Regions from separate parts of the Macaca mulatta genome. Here region 1 is linked to region 2. Evidence: chromatin contacts called from public Hi-C data. All regions are on one chromosome and are shown on one strand. Each heading gives the region's core, a stretch centred on a gene start, on an enhancer-like site or on the middle of the called end of the contact. The rest is flanking DNA. Distances are from core to core; before and after follow the strand shown. Region 1 overlaps EML1 (EMAP like 1). Region 2 overlaps EML1 (EMAP like 1).

Evidence for each region. A called contact is a pair of places that touch in the nucleus more often than the background predicts.
Region 1: a contact with region 2 is called in a Hi-C map of fetal cortical plate, with 2.5 times the contacts expected there. The contact joins two enhancer-like sites. A contact is called at or near these places in 4 of 14 Hi-C or Micro-C datasets (cortical neurons, fetal cortex germinal zone, fetal cortical plate and 1 more).

Annotation. Positions count from the first base shown.
Region 1 is chr7:173,213,017-173,219,398 of T2T-MMU8v2.0, forward strand. EML1 (EMAP like 1) reads left to right here. Exons shown (of 23, transcript XM_077941691.1): 5 at 497-631. Among named protein-coding and RNA genes, the nearest start is that of EVL, 94 kb to the right of the region's middle. Within about 2 kb of position 3,190, at least 8 of the 40 cell types and tissues checked have an H3K27ac peak or open chromatin away from gene starts, as enhancers often do. A contact at or near this core is called in fetal cortical plate, where this site is marked.
Region 2 is chr7:173,138,953-173,144,941 of T2T-MMU8v2.0, forward strand. All of the region lies in intron 1 of EML1 (EMAP like 1), which reads left to right. Among named protein-coding and RNA genes, the nearest start is that of EML1, 74 kb to the left of the region's middle. Within about 2 kb of position 2,144, at least 7 of the 40 cell types and tissues checked have an H3K27ac peak or open chromatin away from gene starts, as enhancers often do. A contact at or near this core is called in fetal cortical plate, where this site is marked.

The DNA of each region.
Region 1 (6,382 bases), core at 1,940-4,439, 75 kb after region 2:
GGCTTTGAATGTGGCCCAACATAAATTTGTAAACTTTCTTAATACTCTATTTTTTTGCAAGTTTTTTTTTGTGTTTAATTCATCTGCTGTCGCTAGCATTAGTATATTTTATGTGTGGCCCAAGACAATTCATTCTTCTTCTTCCAATGTGGCCCACAGAAACCAAAAGATTGGACATCCCAGGAGAGTGAAGCCTGCTCAGGGGCAGGATTGCCTCCCTGGAAGGCCCTGGAGTGCTCTCACACGGTACTGTTGAAGTCTTAATGTCTCAGTTTCCTCCATGACTGTGAACTGTACTAGTGGCCTCAGTACAGAGGCAGAGAGCAGAGGTGTTATTCCATGTGACACTCTGAAAAGCTTTTTGATCTCCGTAGCTAGGCCTATCTTTTGAATATCCACGTGGAAGGATGATGTTCTATGTATGTATTTGTATGCATCGCAATAAAATAAAATCACGATATTAAGGAGTTCACTGTCACTTACATTCCACCCTTAGTAACATCAAGAGGACCAGCTCTTCTGAACGAGTATCTCCTGGGGGTCGAAGAGAAAGCAATGGGGATTCCAAAGGAAACCGGAATCGCACAGGCTCTACCAGCAGCTCTTCTAGTGGCAAAAAGAACAGTGAAAGGTAAGGACGTCTTATCTCTTGGTTCCTGCTGTTCAGATATTTTAGCACCGCTTGTCCCCAGAGAGGAGTCAGAAGATCCCCTCATATTCCATCAAGCTAGGAGCACTCTTGGAGAAGAAGGCCTTCTCCTCAGATATTTGTAGGCACTAATCAAACAGCCATTTGAGGGCAGCTGCCAGGCACAGTTCACTCAAACTACTGCGCAGGTAGAAAAACTGTCACTCAGATTCCCAGCACTCTCATGTAGACATAAGTAGTTCCTGAGAATTTCTTAGTACCAAGTACCTGGAACTGGGGAAGCCATTCTGAATTTCTATGTGAGCACCTTCTATTTCTAGTACACTCTCCTGACCTTTTAAAGTTCATTTTAATGGACTGCTTTAAGTTTGTCAGCAGTATTTTCTGAGACAGAGTGGCTGAAAAGTTGTAATTTTATGATTTATCAGAGGCTATGTTTAATATTGATGCTAACACCAGAAATGTGAACCATTTTTCTTAATGGTTTCGTGAAATACATGGACTCCAAATTTTGAATTTGTCTATGAGGTTAGTTTGTAATGGATTATGATAAGTATTGGTGAAACTCATACTAACATTTTATTCCTGAATGCTGCTTTTTGGCATTTTAGCAGCTTGTTTTGTGTCTACATAATACATTTATATCTATATAATGTACTCTGTAAAGAAAATCCAGTTTCTCTATGTATTTTTACCTAACATTGTACTTTGTTCTCACTTTTTAAACACTGTACTTTAATTTTATTCTCTCTGTTTAGTAAAGCTTAGGAAGGAATTTCAGCTTCAGAGGCTAAGCATGTGTTTTTTTCCCCAAATGTTCATGTCAGGAGAAGGCTTAGTCATAAAGCAATCGACTCCAACCCACAGGCTGTAAAAATTCCAAGTTTGTAAATCCATGGTGATTCAGTCCTATAAAGGAAGCTTAAACTCTTTTTCAGTTTTATTCCTAAAAGATGTCTGTTGTAGAAAACATAGAGACACTTCTCATATCTATAGCAGGTCAGGTCCACGGTCAATTAACAATTTAAAAAACCATTAACATGGGTTCTGTCTTCTTCTCATTTAGACTATTAGTACTTCTTATCAGAAGATTATGCTAATGGGGTGATAATACCTTGGAAATGAGGCCAAGTGGTTACAATGGCAACAGAGTGTGAGTTAGTGGGAGGCGCAGCGCAGCCCAAAGCTGCTTTGAATTCAGGGTAAGCTCGGAAGTTGACCTGAAATGTCTAGATCTTGGCAGTTCTTAGAGACTTGGCTCCTCCTCTGCACATCTGATTTTTATTAAGAATTTCCAAAAAGAATCTGCATTGTGTAAACTCCAGATCCGTTTTATCTTTAAAATCCTATGGCTTTGGTAAATGTGCTGGGTAAATATTTCCACAGAAGATATTTACAAAGAGATTTTTGAAAAACGCCACAGTAGGAAATTTTGATTTGGAAATGAGGGACTGGGAAAATTTACTAATCATGTTCCCAAACTAATTCAGGCAACTAAACATGTCCATTTAAAAAGAAATTCTGTGTCTCGTTAGAACCCAGGCGTGGTTGAGGCGAGCAGAGCGCAGAACTGGCCGAGTTTCGCGCATGGTGCACCGAAGGGCTTTCAGAGACAGTCACTGTCTCCTCTTCGGCAATTGCTGTTCCTGACAGGGACGCATGGGAGTAAGTGCTGTGGTAACTCAGAAAGAAGCAGCTAAGATGCGGTAGAAGTGAAGGTCAAGCTGGTAATTCAGTGGCTGCGTGACCCCTTCCCGCCTTTCTTTCTCTGTATTCCCACGTGTGCAGCCCCATGCTTAGGCTGCTTTGACCCTAGCACCAAAGCAGAGCTAGAGTCTTGCTGAGAAACGCCACTCTCGAGGATGGGACACGGGGAAGGAAAGGAGTAGGGAGGTGGGCCTCCACGTAATTTCTGTTTTTAAACATGACTGCATTCAGTGGACTCAAGATGGCATGCCTCTTCCCCATCGTTCACTCGACGTGTCCATTGTTCCTGCAGGCTGTCCTGTGATTTAAAAGATTGCCCTTGTTGGATTCGTGTAGGCAGCAAGACATGGTGGAAAGGGCAGAGGCTCTGCAGTAAAAGAAAGGTCTGGGTGTGTATCCAGTTCTGCCTTAACGTCTCCAAGCTCAATTTTTTCCTCTGCAAATTAGAGATTTTATACCTAATTCCCTTGAATCTTATAAATGAGCTAACTTGTAGGAAAATACCCAGCATAGAGCTTGGCACTCAGTAAATGGTCATCATCGCTGTGATGGTTGTTATAAAGACAGGCTTGTGTGGAGCAGAGGAAAGTAATCGGTGAGATTTTCTACAATCCCTCCCTTTTTATTTTCCTCATTTGTGAGATGAAAGTGTTAGATTTTGTCACAATCCGCGTTGCACTTGTGTCTAACATAGTTGGGGGAGATAAAGTATTGTAAATCCTCGTGATGCTTACAGTTCTTAAATAAGGCGTCGGGCGGGAGCTGGTCTGTGGGCTGCGTGCGATCCCAGCCTGCCCGCTGTTCCGGAGCCCCCTTCTCTTCCACTCAGGAAGGCTCGTTAGGGTGCACGTGAGTGAGAGTGCTGACGTCATAGGGATGGCTTCCACCCTGTGCTGCTTTGTAGAAGAAGCAAATCATTCACACAGGCAGTGCTTTAACTTGCAGCCGTGACAGATTATTAGCCATAAAGCTCACAGTTTCTCACACGCCATGTGCAAAGCTGTCGTTAGCACATATGGCACTTAGGCGCAAATGAGAAAAAGGCTCCCTTTACTTCAGAAAAATGGTTCCATCTCAGCACATATATTTCTCAATAATAATAATTACAGTAGATAGAAAGCCATTCTGTATAAATTATACAAATCTTACTATTGAACACAAATAACAGTGTTTGTGAAGTCCTAAACATTAACCTTTTCCGAGATACTTTATTTTAAAGTAATTACACGTTTTGCTTTCGTAAAACTATATTCTTTTTCTTTTTCTTTTTCTTTTGTTTGAGATAGAGTCTTACTCTGTCTCCAGGCTGGAGTGCAGCGGCACAATCTTGGGTCACTGCAACCTCTGCCTCTTGGGTTCATGCAATTCTCATGCCTCAGCCTCCTTAGTAGCTGGGACTACAGGTGTGTGCCACCATGCCCAGCTAAGTTTTGTATTTTTAGTAGAGACGGAGTTTCACCATGTTGGCCAGGATGGTCTCGAGCCCTTGACCTCGTGATCCACCCTCCTCGGCCTCCCGAAGTGCCGGGATTACAGGTGTGAGGCACGCGCCCAGCCAAAACTGTATTGTTTATGATGGTTTCAGTCTTCTTGCTCCCATGTTTCATTTTCTTTACAAACGGTCACTAGATTGGAGTCTTTCTTGTGATAAGGAAGACCTTTATCTTAGAATGTTTAACTTTTTCAAATACTTTGTAACAAGCCACAAAATTTAACAGCATTTAATCTTTGCATCAATAAAACCTCTATTATAAACAAAAGCAATATATGATAATATTTTACTTTATGTACTATTGATGATAAATGAGTATTAATTACATAGTGATTCATGTCATCATGAAATACGACATTTAAATAGGGAATTGGCAATAACATTGTGATGGAAGGCTTGTAAAATGTAGCCAGTAAACTAATCTGATAGAGATATTTTTCAATTAAAAAAGTATTTTATCCCCAATAGAAAATTGGCTGCTTATTTAGAAGCACAGTTCATGTTAGATGTTGCTAGATTGATAAAGCGTTTCAATTATCAAACTGGTTCCCCTTTTGTTAAGTCTTAGGGGAATGAGCTATGTCAACTTTATAAGCAAGACGCTGTTTCAGCTTTACTGAGAAGTTGTTGAAATGAGTTGATTTTGTTAGAGTAAGGATGTTTCAGTCATGTGTTAGAAACTTTGCTGTCACATACATATAAATCAGGGGTGTCCCTGGACTTTCGGCTTCCCCAGATTAAAAGAATTGTCTTGGGCCACACATAAAATACACAAACACTATTGATAGCTGATGAGCCAAAAAAAAAAAAATTGCCAAAAACATCTCATGTTTTAAGAAAGTTTACAAATGTGTGTTGGGCCACATTCAAAGTCATCCTGGGCCGCATGTGGCCTGTGGGCTGTGGGTTGGACAAGTGTGATATAAACTGCCCATCTTTGGAGTCAACAAACATTAAAAAAAACACCTCAACATAGTGAAGACGTCGACATGTTAGGTGTGGTGCCCTTTTGTATTGTGCCCCCTCAACCCCAGGATCAGACAGCCCCATATCACAGCTGTCAAGTCGAGAACCCCTGGGCTGGACACCTTGAGTGCCTGTCCTCTCTAAAGCTCTAGCATTTGGTAAAATTGTCTTCTGACTATTTCACCTCAGGGTTCTTCAGGGCGCAAAGTTGTTTTTCCTTTACGATGGCATCACTGCTGCTCACTGCTGCTCACTGCTGCCGTCAGCTCAACATTACTCCTTGGCTGGGGCTCCGGGCCCTTCATCCGCCAGCTCCTCATTCCCTCTTGTGCCCTGACACCCATGCCTCTCCAACACATTGCTCACTTTTCCCCAGCAAGATTTTTTCCTTTTTTGAGGGCATGTATTTATTATACAAGTAACTTGTTTTAGAAAATCTAGGCCGGGTGTGGTGGCCTACTCCTATAATCCTAGCACTTTGGGAGGCTGAGGCGGGTGGAGCACTTGAGCCCGGGAGTTCAAGACCAGCCTGGACAGCATGGCAAGACCCCATCTCTACAAAAAAATACAGAAATTAGCTGGGCTTGGTGGCGCATACCTGTAGTCCCACCTGTTTGAGAGGCTGAGATGGGAGGATTGCTCAAGCCTGGGAGGTTGAGACTACAGTGAGCCGTGATCGTACCACTGTACTCCAGACTGGGCAATGGGAGTGAGACCCTTTCTCAAAAAAAAAAAACTAGATGCACAAGAAGGAAGAAATGAAAATCACCTGCAGTCTCACCACGCAGCGAACTCACAGCCAACAGTCATTACATTTCCACGTGGACTTTTATTTGCAGGGTGCTCTATGAGTGTAGTGTGTAATTTTGACATAAATGCCATTCTTGTGCCTATTTTGTGATCCCTTCTTCATTTGCTGTATGAGCATGTCTTTGTGTGAATAAATACACTCTTGCAGTGTTATTTTAGACATGGTTCATCGTGTTTCCAGCCCGAAGTACTTTAGTTGGACATGTAAGTACCGAACAAGTTTCACTAATCCACTCAGACCAGGCCGCCATCTACAACAATGCCCAGCACACAGTAGGTGCTCCACAAGCATTTATCGAATGAATCTTGTTGCCCTGATCACTGTAACAAAAGAAGGTTAAAATGATGGGCCTTTATTGCCACAACCAAGTGTTAATCCCAACTCTGCCACTTTGCTTTGTCATTGTGAACAAGTGACTTAATCTCTTTGGGGTTTTCCTCAGTAGCAGTAAAAGTGGTACCTGCCTCACAGGGTGCCTAAGATCTTATGCATAGGAGCCTCAGTGCAGAGGTGGTCCGCGGTCAGCCCGTCACGGTGGCAGCTGTGAGTGCCGCGTCTGCATCCCAGACTATTTATTGGAGTTGAGGCCTGCACACTTGTGTCCCTCCCACTCCCCTGCTTGCAGGGCCTTTTTTCTTGGGGATGTCTTGTAATTCCCCAGCTCTTGTTTCTGCCTTTATCCCAGCCTGAGAAGTGAGGAATCAGAAATTCTGAAAATCGTTCTCACCTTGCTCTTTCAGTTCCGCTGCTGTCTGGA
Region 2 (5,989 bases), core at 894-3,393:
TTTTTCTTCAAATCCCACCTCTTCAGCACTTTTAAAAATGGAATTGCCCAGCATCCCCCAGAAGTTCCCCATGACTCTTGGGGTTCAGGGCTGACTCTGGGAACTACTTGCCACCTGTTTTCCTGACTCTTTCCTCCCAGGGCCCTGGATGCAGCCACCCTGGACTTCTGGTAGCTTCTGAAGGTGCCAGGCTGTTGTGTACAGGATTCCACATGCTGAGCACCCTTGCCTTCCTTGGAGCGTCCCTTCCTACCCCTTCTTCACGGAGCCACGCCCTCATCCTTCAGAACCCTGCTCCCATGGCATGGGAAACCTCAGGGCAGGTGGATGTAGGTGCAGTTCACTGGGTGCCCCTTAGGCCCCAGGCCACGTGTCTCAGGGCATAGCCAACTCCACTTAACCGTCCAGACCAGGAGGACCTGGAGGATGTCATTCTGGCTCATGTAACTCAGTGGGCCCTCAGTACTAGCTTGTTGAACAAAAGAGTTCAGAGTGGAAATATTAAATGGTACGTTCAGTCGTGTCTACTTAGGACATTTTAACTTTTCTCTGTTTACAGCGCACGCCAACCACTGTAACCTAGTGTTGATGGAACTCTTCTGTCTTTCTGTTAACAGTTGTAGTTTTTCAGTGTTTCATCAGCAGCCATATTCTATTTACTCATTCTCTTTCTTTTCTTCGTTTTTTAAAAATCTTTTGAGAGAGGGCCTAGTCTGTTGCCCAGGCTGGAGTACAGTGACATGATCTGGGCTCACTGCAGCCCCGACCTCCCCAGCCCAAGCAATCCTCCAGCCTCAGCCTCCTAAGTCTGGGACTATAGGCACACGCCACCATGCCCAGGTAATTTTTTAATTTTTTTGTAGAGATGGGGTCTCGATTTGTTGCTCAGGCTGATTTTGAACTCCTGGGCTCAAGTGATCCTCCTGCCTCAGCTTCCCAAAGTGTTGGGATTACAGGCATGAGCCACTACACCCAGCCCTAGAACCCTTTTTAAAAAAAAAAAAAATTTAATCATGGTAAAATACATGTAACATAAAATTTAGCATCTTACACATTTTTAAGTGTGCAGTTCATAGCATTAAGTACATTCACATTGTGATGCAGCCATCACTGCCATCCATCTGCAGAACTTTTCATCTTCCCAAACTGAAATCTATCCCCATTACATAATTCCCCACTCTCCCCCGCCAGCTCCTGGTCCAGCGTTCGACTTTCTTGTCTCTGTGCATTTGACTACTTTAGATATCTTGTATAAGTGGAATCACACAATATTTGTCTTTTTGGGAGTAGCTTACTTCAGTTTCAGAATGTTTTTTTAAAAACAATAGTTTCATGAAGTTATAGAATCCTAAACTGAATGTTTAAAAGGTTCAAAGCCCCGGGCAAGAAGTGGGATAATTGCCTGCACATTTGAGGCTGTCAGAACGCCTGATGATGTGTCACCAGATCACACCTACGTGCATTACAAGCAGCCCTGCTCAGCCTCCTGTGTAAAGTTTCAGTATCCGATCTCCAGAATGTTTTTTTTTTTTTTTTTTTTTTGAGACGGAGTCTCGCTTTGTCGCCCAGGCTGGAGTGCAGTGGCGCGATCTCGGCTCACCGCAACCTCTGCCTCCCAGGTTCAAGCGATTCTCCTACCTCAGCCTCCCGAGTAGCTGGGATTATAGGCATGCTTCATCACACCCGGCTAATTTTGTATTTTTAGTAGAGACAAGGTTTCTCCATGTTGGTTAGGCTGGTCTCGAACTCCCGACCTCAGGTGATCCACCCGCCTTGGCCTCCCAAAATGCTGGGATTATAGGCATGAGCCACTGTGCCCCGCCAGTCTCCGAAATCTCTAATGGAAAGTGTACTCCTTCCCCCAAGCGAGAGCCAGTACAAGACCACTCTCAAGAAGGGTAGCGCCGAGTACGAGGAGACAGGGCTTGGCTTCAGAGCTGCCCTTCACACCCAAGCACAGCAACACGGGCTGCTCTGACAAGCCAAGAAGGGTGACAAGTGTCTAAGCTCTTTTAGGAATGGGGAGCTGGAAAAAAATTTAGAGCTGTTTAGAAAAATGATGAGGGGCATATGTTTGCTAAAGAAATTTCATGACATATGCCTTCTGATCGCCAATAACATGCATTCTCTCCCAATTAGCTAAGAGTCTAAGAAGGGAAACAGCAGATGCAGGACCCGGGATCTAGGAAGGATCTGGACTGGAGTCTTGGAATATCTCTGAGTTTTTGTTTTTTTTTTTAAGGATTGCTTTTGTACGTTTGGCACCGTTTGCTGCCATGAACGCCTGATTGGAGCATCTCATTTGCAGGACCGTTTAAAGAGACAGGCAGGCGCAGGCTGCACACGTGCAGATGAATAATGAACTCTTGAGAATTAGCACAAAAGATTACGTGCATTCTTTCATGATCCTCTGTAATCTACCACCAAATTACTTTCCCAGAGGTGGTGCACATAGGCTTTGGAGACAGACAAGACTGGGTTGCAGTCTTGATTCTGCTGTTTAATGAAATGACTCTGTAAACTTGGATAATTGCTTATTCTTTCCTGGCCTCAGTTTTCTCAGCTCTAACAAGGAGAGCTGACTGCAAGGCAATTCTAGAGAGTCCTGGCAGGAAGCAATGGTGCCCTCAAATTGGCCAATTTAAGGGGATTGTGGTAAAGTCACTGTTGTGAAGGTTGGTGCAAGATATAGGGAGACCACAAGGGCTGAGGTAGTGGCCAGGACTGGTACAGCAGGCACAGTTCCACCCTAGGCCTGAAGGGGCAGAGGGGCAGTTACCAGACCTGGGTTCAAAGAGGGCTGGGTGGACAGAGCTGCCAGACAGGAGCAGTGACAGCAACCCTACCCCAAGAAGCAACCCTGACCTCCCTCCCCTCTTTCTCCCTCCCCTCCGCTGCTCCTCCCCAAGGGGAAACCTGTTGATGCAGCCCGCGCAGGGGAGAGAGGGTGGAGACGGCGTCTGCAGGGCAGGCTTGAGAGCTCCAGCACAGCGTTGTCTAGAATCGAGATGCCAGGACTTAGTAGTAAGTGTCGCCTTGGTGTTGTCTTGATGATTACAGCTGGGTTGACTTATCCTCATTCCTGATGCCTCGTAGGTATCTCATAAATGTTAGATTTGTGGTCTCACCACACGCCTCTGCTTACTGTGTGCCAAGAGTTTCCATGACTCTGTGGTCATGCTTTATCAGTCTGGAGCCCCTCCTTTTTCCATATTGAAATACTGTTCATGCCTGAAGAGCCGGCCTACAGACTGTCCCCGGGGTGAAGTCTTCCCTCGTCTGTCCGGGGTTACTTGGTCTTTCCCCTGCATTTCTAAATTACGATACATACCCCTGTGATCACTGCTGGTTTCCCTCCGTCTTGCATCGTGGTCAGCTGTGAGGGCCTTTGTTGGCGTCTTCAGCTAGTGAGTTCCTTGAGGGCAGGGACGCCGTGTTGTCTTTTTATTTCGTTTGCTTCTTTCTCCTGCTTTGCACGGTGCCTTGCAGGGAGTGTGTCTCCAGTACATTCTTGTTGGATGAAAAATCAAATGCCAAAATTATACAAAGAGCTGTGTTATCTTTAAATTATTATAAGAGACAAGGAGAGAACTTCTGGATCCTGAGAAGCTTTTCAGTAATTCCAAAAACATTTCTTCATTGTGTACAGTAATAAAATAACACACAGTCATAGGTGGCAAAGCCTCCTAATTACTGTAGGTCGGAGTCAGAGTGTATGAACTTCCAGCATTCTTGGATCCCATGTATTATATACGCATCTAGTGAAACACAATATATATTATTTAATTTTGTTTATTTTTATATTTTTGTTCAAGGTGGTCTCTCAATGCAGGCCAGCCACGGTGTGTATTTAACCCTGAAAACAGGAATCTATTCCAGTGTTGGAGGGATTTGCTGAGAGATGACACAGTTTACACAAAACCACGTATGCTCCACACTGTGAGCTATCTGGGGAATTTTTCAAGAGTAATTTCAACACACTCTATTTTCATCTAATTTACTGCCCTTAGAACATAACCCCAACGTAAAACGATCTCCTCTGTAATATTTTACGGTTTTTAAAGCACCTTCAGATCTGTTTATCACTTAATTCTCACAACCAAACTCTAAGGTAAGTAAGATACTACTTTATCACATTTATCTTACATGTAATCAGGGAAGCTGATAGGTGCTAAGTAACTTAGCCAAGGCCAGATAGTTCAGTGAGGACCAGATCTCGAACCTAGGTCCCCCGAGAAAAACCCCAGGTTCTTTGAACTACACCAAGTGGCTTTCCATTTGTTGTCTTCATGTTAGCATCCGTGTTGACCTGGTAATCTATACCTTTATAAAAAGAGAAAATACGTTATAGATAACTGAATTTTGCAAATTTTGTTATTTTTTTCCCTGCACCTTGAATATGGTTATGCCCTACTTTAAGAAACCCTGACCTTCTATAACAGTTTCTTAAAATTGTAAATTCCCCTATCTGCATAAATATCATATTTATCAAACTTTGACTTTGTTCTTCAGGTCACATCGTAGGTAAAGTGGCTTGTTTTATTTTATTTTATTTATTTATTTATTTTAATTCCTGTTCTCCCTCAAAGCACAGTCTGCTGTATGTTGAAGGGGCGGGGAGCTGCTGACTCTGCAGCGCAGCCTTACTCACGCAGTTTTCCATTCTGGCTGAAGTAAGGGATGAGACACAACACGCCCAGAAGCTGTGTCCAGCGCCTGGACAGGCGCCCTGGTGGGCACCCTGGTCAACAGCCTGGGAACCTCGGCCGTGTGCTGCCTGCTTTCTGGGTCCATCCCAGCCCTGGGTGAATCGCAGATGCCTTGAGAATTAACAGCCCTTGAGTCAGGCCTGCAACCTCTTATCTGCGATTTCAACATCCAGAAAGCTCTGAAACCCAGATGTTTTTTGGTAACTCGTTTGCTAGTCAGATTTGGCCTGATCTGAAATCATTTGATGGGTGGGGAGAACTCCTCTGAATTGAAACATGTGGCTTTTGATTGTTTATGTTTATTTCTTTTAGTGTGAAAGTTCTGCTTTTCTGTAGAGGTGTTTTTGAATGTGACTGCGGGTCTTGTCCTGTGCCCTTCTGGGGATATTGGCTAATGTATGTTGTATGCCCTGGACTTCTGTTTTAAAGTCTGAATCTGAGTTCAAAAACCTCTCAGGCTCCAGGGATTTGAGGAAGGGTTTCCAGACCAGTATGACCAGACAGCCGAGCTGAGCCTGTATACTGCGTCTGGTTCCTGGGTGGTTCCTGCTGCAGTGCGGCCCGGTCAGGGCACCGCTGCTGACCTGTATCTGTGGACACTCCCCAGTGCTTGAGTGATGTTTACGTGGAAGCCTGGCGTGTAGGAGGCCAGTGCCCCTGGGGGAACTGCAAGGCCATTTTACAGCAGTCACCTGTCACCGTGTCCTTCAGAACCAGCCAGATGCTACAGAGCCAGGCTGTACCAGAGTCCAGGCCCATGAAAATAAAGTTCAGGGAGACTCTGTTGATTTTGCTAAATTCATGTGTTCCTTCCTTCCTTCATTTCTTTGTTCAACGGGAATTTATGTATCTGCCCTAAGAAGGCATGCGCTTGGCTTATGAAAAGTAACAGTGACACTTCACATGAGTTAACATCTGCGGTTTATGGTTGTGTTGCAGTGTTTCATTTCGTCCTTGCAGTCGTTCCAGTGAACCAGCTGGTGTTGGCCCTTTTCATAGATGAGGAAACTGAGGGCTAAACAGCTTTTCCATATCTGCAGATTCCAATCCTCGTGACTTTTCCATATCTGCAGATTCCAATCCTCGTGACTTTTCCTGTTCTGTGGCCTTCATACGCCCTGAGCATTATTTGTTAAGACTCAGCTATTTTCAAACCCCAACCCACTTGAAGCAGTGGCTTTTTCAGATACCCGGGACAAATCACGTGAGCTCGTGCCTCAGTTTTCTATGCCATAAATTGGGATTCCTTCCTAATCCTTGCCAGTCTTAAGTGAAATAAT